2 separate regions of the Gossypium hirsutum genome follow, and region 2 is linked to region 1. A link is a contact called in public Hi-C data. All regions are on one chromosome and are shown on one strand. Each heading gives the region's core, a stretch centred on a gene start, on an enhancer-like site or on the middle of the called end of the contact. The rest is flanking DNA. Distances are from core to core; before and after follow the strand shown.

Evidence for each region. A called contact is a pair of places that touch in the nucleus more often than the background predicts.
Region 2: a Hi-C map of leaf shows a contact between it and region 1, with 3 times the contacts expected there. The contact joins the promoter of LOC107928180 here to the promoter of LOC107928218 in region 1. A contact is called at or near these places in 2 of 34 Hi-C or Micro-C datasets (both in leaf).

The regions. Positions count from the first base shown.
Region 1 is chrD01:61,579,276-61,582,381 of Gossypium_hirsutum_v2.1, reverse strand. It overlaps LOC107928218, which reads right to left and starts at 1,626. Exons shown (of 3, transcript XM_016859405.2): 1 at 1,197-1,626; 2 at 639-746; 3 at 1-544. The coding sequence starts at 1,508. The coding sequence ends at 233.
Region 2 is chrD01:61,749,942-61,753,047 of Gossypium_hirsutum_v2.1, reverse strand. It overlaps LOC107928180 (digalactosyldiacylglycerol synthase 1, chloroplastic), which reads left to right and starts at 1,491. Exons shown (of 7, transcript XM_016859362.2): 1 at 1,491-2,302. The coding sequence starts at 1,670. LOC107928187 (ribosome biogenesis protein NSA2 homolog) reads left to right here. Exons shown (of 9, transcript XM_016859368.2): 7 at 50-285; 8 at 376-427; 9 at 509-990. The coding sequence ends at 576.

The DNA.
Region 1 (3,106 bases), core at 377-2,876:
GAACGAAGCATCCATATGAATCAGATTCGTAATTACAAACAAAAAAGAAAGCAATTGTACATAATTTATCCACATAACCCTCCATGAACTATAAGACCAGTAGTTTCACCCCAAAGGAATAGAAACAAAGATAGAAGTAGAATTGTAGACATAACATCAATTGAACAGCAGAAAAAAAAAGTACAACATAACAATAACTGAAGGAAAATGTAACCAATAATCAAAAGCCCCATTAAAAGAACTTGTTATACTGGCTAGTGAGAGAATCCCTGAGATTAGAATAAAGGCCAAACAGTGAGTACTGCCGAAGGTTCTCAACTTCATACCATGAATTCAGGGCAGAAAGGTGCTTATCTGTCCCAGAAAATGCTAGCTGTATCCCAATACTGCAATCAACAGACCCTCCATGGTTTTTGCAGTTGTTTGTATTAATTGCACAATCTTGTTTGTTTAGGCACACAAAATTTGATCTTCCCGAACATTGAGCACAACCATCCCTTTTCCAAAACAAGTTTTGCAGCCTGCCTTTCTTAAACTCAAGCACCTGCATAAACAAAACCATCATCAGTTTCTATAGACTTTTACTGAGGTAAAAAAACTAATACCATTAAAAGAAATCCATTCTTCTTATCCCTTACCAGAGTGAAGCTTGTTACAGTGTAGGTGCCGTTTGCAACAAACGCAGGCAGAGACCTTGCAGCATATTTTCGACCAGCAAACGCAACCATATACCCACCAACTACGTCCTGAAAATATCAAAGCTGGCAGACATTATATATCATATTCATGTGACAGAATTACAAGTCTGTGACTTGACAAGGTAAAGGAAGTGCTCCAAATAGATTATTTGGCTTGTTAAGAACAAATTTGACAATTTGGGCACTGTTTGGCTGACACTTTTACTACTTGCTATTCTGGTAGCAAATATGGTTTCTTTTCAATAGCAAAATGTGCAATCAGAACGGTATTGCTTTCATTGTTTTCTCAATTCTAGTCAACTAAGATTTAACTATTATCTCATTTTGCTTTTTTGCAACAAAGCAAACACAAAATTGGACCATAAAGATCGAAGTAAACTTAAAAATTACATTAATTCTAATCCAAGGATCCTCAGATCCAATCATTCCAGAAATTCTAGTAATTGAATATTTCAAATAAATTATTAAACAATGATAGAATAAGAGTAGATAGCTGACCGGCGTAAAAGAGGAGGTGTTAATGGTGAGGAGAGAGATCTCATCAACTTTAGGTCTAAACAGAGCGAGGCGAGAGTTGGCGTTTGACAGAGAGAGCCGGCGATCGCAAGGCGACAACTGAAGTGAGCTGTTGAAGAAGAATGATTGTCTCGATGCGAACGCGATTCCAAAAGTGAACCCATCCGAAATCTGTACTTTCGTGTCCGAACACGGTAAGTACGCGTGGTTCGTGTCGTCGCTTGACTCCACCAACAGTGATGGCGTCGCCGCCGTCATCAGAAAAAGAAGAAAATAAACCGCCGATTTCGCCATACTTTTTAGTAATTTGGTTTTTGGTGGATCTGATGAGTCGTTGAAGTAAAAGCTTTATTTTTTTCCAAAGAAACAACTTGAATGTTAGTTTGGATTTGGCCCGTTTGTTCAGATTAGTTTTGGGCCAAGCATATCAAGCTTATGAGTATTATTGTATTTGGCCAAAATATGCTGTTAGTCCCTCTACTTTGACAAAATTTTAAATTTAATATTTTTACTTAAAAAATTAAAAATTAAGTCCTCTTACTTTTCTAATTTAAATATATCAGTCCTACCATTAACATTTTTACTATTTTCCATTAAGGTCTGTTACCTTGTCATGTTGATTAGACTCTCCTTATAAATGTTGCATATACTTGACTGAAAATAAACATGTTAAGATATAACAAATTTTGATAAAAATTCCTAACTAAAATTTGTGAATTGAAAAGTAGTAGGATTGAATTTTTTAATACATCTCAATTTTTTTTAAAAATAAAAGACTAAATTTTTAACCTTTTATTTACTATATCTATATTAATAATATAATAATGCATGAAAAAAATAGTAATAGTAGGTAAAAATATAGATTTTTCAAAAGCATGTAAAGTTGTAGGTGGTTAAAAAGAACGTGAGTCGTAGTTTCTCTAAATGGAGTTGTTTTTTATTTTAAAATTATACACAACAAAAAATATTTTATAATTTTTTTTTTTATTTTAAGATATGTATTGTCAAGTCTTATTGATTAATTGAATATCAAATTAATCAAGAGTTTTAAGTTAAAAACTTTACTATAATAAAATTTTTAAATGAATGAATATCACCCATTAATGATAAAGATAAGGGTAACTACAAAAATAACCTCCTATATTTGTTTAAGTTTACGTTTTGATCATAATTATTATGTTTTGGTTTCTAACCTTACCTTATTTTGTAACAATTTAACCATCTTTTAAGAATGGGATGGAAATCGAACATGGCAAGATGGCAACCATTAACTGTATAATCTCCTAAAACGACGGGTTCTTGATAACAACTGTATAATTTCAAATCTTTTAGAATCAAAGACTTTGACCAAACATACAAATACCGATGGCATGCACCCCATCATTGTCAATACTTTTTTGTGTAAGGGTTACATGATTTACCATTTAACTCAACTAAACGTTGTTCAAATGTTGACTAAAAGGAACAAGTCAAAATCTTATTGTAATGCCTCAAAACTCGGCCTAAAAGTTTAAACTGAACTTCGGAGATTACATTAATCACCGAAGTGATCGTAGGAAAAATTTTAGTTTAACCATCTAGAAAACAAACAGTATTTAAGTTATGTAAAACTCTCCATTGTAAAATCCCGATATTACAAAAATTTCTGTCTAAAAAACGCTTACATGCGTAAAACCCAAAACTCATACCACAATATTCAAAATAAAATTAACAGTTCAAACCATTTATTTATAAATGCAGAATTTATAAAAATACTTTTAAAGTTGATTCTAAACATGGCTGTCCAAGACCTCCGACATGCCGAGTCCAGCAACAACATACGAAAATACTTGAAAAAGGAAAACTGAGGGGGTGAGCTACACGAGCTCAGTGTGAGTTTGAAACAAGAGAAA
Region 2 (3,106 bases), core at 242-2,741, 170 kb before region 1:
TTTCCAGAGTTTGGTTGTCCAATTTATTTATGGTTTTCTCCTCTTGCAGCAAAGCAATGGAAGAGAATGGTTACGAAGTGCACATTTGTAGGACCTGGTTTTACAAGAAAACCTCCAAAATATGAGCGTTTCATCCGTCCTTCAGGATTGCGATTTACTAAAGCTCATGTTACACATCCTGAGCTCAAGTGCACCTTCAATCTCGACATTATTGGGGTAAAGAAAAATCCTAATGGTCCAATGTATACATCTCTTGGTGTCATGACCAAAGGAACAATCATCGAGGTAAATTATTTGTTTCCCATTCAAAATCATTCGGTATGACATCTGTTTACCTAGCATTATCGATACTCATTTTCGTCATGTCGAATTCAGGTGAATGTAAGTGAATTGGGTTTGGTCACGCCAGCTGGGAAAGTTGTTTGGGGTAAATATCCTCCTTGACCAATATTCGTGTTTTTCTTTGTTGTTCTAGATCTTATTCTAATTGGTTCCGATATGCGTGCAGGAAAATATGCTCAAGTAACAAATAACCCAGAAAATGACGGGTGTATAAATGCAGTTTTGCTTGTCTAAGAGGTTTACACCCCATGTGTTGGGTTGAGTCTGCTAACTTTGCTTGATTGTCATTTCATTTCATGTTGTTTAGTATGTTACGTGTTTCAAATTTTGAGTAGTCATAAAGGGTAATTTGAAAAGTGGAATGTTTTAAGTGGTAAAGAAACATGTGGATCGTGATTTGCATGATGGGTGGATGAAGGTCAAAAACTGACAACCTTGGTGGGATCACATTGGCAGCTGCCCACAATTGCTATCGGGACTCCGATGGCCACTCATCTCCCGTATGGCATTTGGGATAGCCCTTCCCAGTTGCTTGCTTTCTATATAGTTGTCCGCTTCTTAAAATCTAAAATTTCAGAAAAATGTAATTCAGAATTAGAGACGCTAAAGTTTTCCAGATTGATCTCAGATAGACCTGTTCAACTGTTACAGTTAGTGTTAAATTTAGCCTTTAATATTTATTTTTTTATTAATGATAAAATATTTAATGTTGAAGGTTAAATTTGAGATTATAGTTATAATATAATGTCTCTGGTTTTAATTGATTAATTGATTATTGATATTAAAAAAATTATAAATTGGTTTAATCGATTCAGCTACGGTTCATTTTCAATCTGACTGAGTAATTGGTTGTTTACAAGTCACACCAATAAGGCAAGGAAAATAAAGGGAAAGTTGGACAAGGAAGGTGGAAATCTTGGGCCTTAGCCAACCAAAATGGATCACGTTTACAAAATCACAATCGGGTTCAAGGCAGATTCCCGCAAGGAATCGGCTCCTCTAAGCATATTCCATTAATTATCCATCTCCAAGAAGATCCTAACAAACAAATCAAAACGTGCCACCTCATCTTTACACGTGACAGTCACCACGTAAGCAAGGAAATCTCTTGAACCATCTCACTATTCCTATGTGGAATTCCACGTGTCAGTTCCTACTACTTGTTCTTTGAGCACCAAAACCTTAGCCGTTAAATCCTCATTGTCTCTCTCTCTCTCTCTCCCTTTCTCGCCTCTGCAAAGTGTGAATCCCCAAAAAAGAAGAATTCAGGTTAAAGAAAAATTCTCTGTCAACGGAATATTGAAAACCCTTGCCGAATTTGAGCGCCATGGACAAGGGGTCTCAAACTACGGCAGCGGTGGCGGCGGCGACGACGACGACGTCGACGTCGAATTCCAGTGCTTTCTCGTTCATTTCAAAAGGGTGGAGAGAGGTCCGTGATTCGGCCGACGCGGATTTGCAGCTTATGAAGGACCGAGCCAACACGTTCAAGAATCTCGCGGCGAGTTTTGACAGGGAAATTGAGAACTTAATACAATCCGCGACTCCAACTTTTTCGGTACCAGCGATCCGGCAATCATCGGAAATTGACTTCATGAAGAAGTTGCAGCCTAAGATATCGGAGTTCCGGAGGGTTTACTCGGCGCCGGAGATTAGCAGGAGAGTGATGGAGAAATGGGGGCCGAGAGCGAAGTTAGGGATAGACTTGTCAAGGATAAGGAGCGCGATTGTGGCGGAGGTGGACGAGACCGAGGAAGAGGATATGTATGGAATTGTTGAATTTAATAAGTTTAAGAAAGGTAGGAGGGCGAGGTTTACAGAGGAAGGGCAATTTGGGGATTGGGAACCAATTCGGGCGTTGAAGACAAGGTTAAGGGAGTTCGAGAAGAAAAATGCGTCGGTGGAAATTTTTGGCGGGTTTAAGAATAGTGAGTTTGTGGAGAAAGTTAAGTCCAGTTTGGTAAGTTCTTTTGTTTTCCCTGCTTTTTTCTAGACTGAGACTTAAACCCTTAGCGCCACCTTTCTTTCCCAGTTATTTGGCTTGTTTTTCTTTTCAATGTTTATGATTGGTGTGTCAGTTCTTTTTGGGTTTATTTCCTTCATACAGGGCTTTTTAGTTCCAGAATTCTCTTTTTGGTTGAAAGAAGGAAACAGTGATGAATGCGCGGTGTAGTTAATGTTAGAGCATCTTGCTGATAACAAGGTATTGTTCTCCTTGGTGCTGTTGGGCTGAAGGGTAACTGTTGGAGAGTGATGCTCGCTCAAAGTTGTCCCTAGCTTTGTTGATGTATGAACAAGTGAAACCGTGACATGAAGAGCAAGAGCACACGGTGCTATGGTCGCTAAAAAGCGATCTTATGTGGAGACTTGAATCCATAACCTCTAGTCTCCCAATCGGTCCAAGTCTCCCAATACGCTCACTTTTTAGCGATCATGGCACCTTCTGCTCTTGCTCTCCAGCAGCCCGTGGTTTTGCTTGTTTAGGTGCAAGTGGTCTATCCAGGCTTGCTTCAGAGCTGGGGGACAAAACCTTGAGGGTGCTTAGCTCTACAACAGTAGCGCTTCGGTGCAACGACACCTAAAGAGTACGACACTTTCGCGTTATCAGCACAATTCTTTAATGGTTAGAAAATTGAAATTTTTAGGATACTGAAATTGTAAATTAGAACAAAATGTTAGATAATCTCATGAGTTCATTCGAGTTTTTAAGATGCTTGAATTTTTATTTTTTAAATGCATTTAATTGGGCTTGTAATAGTCATGC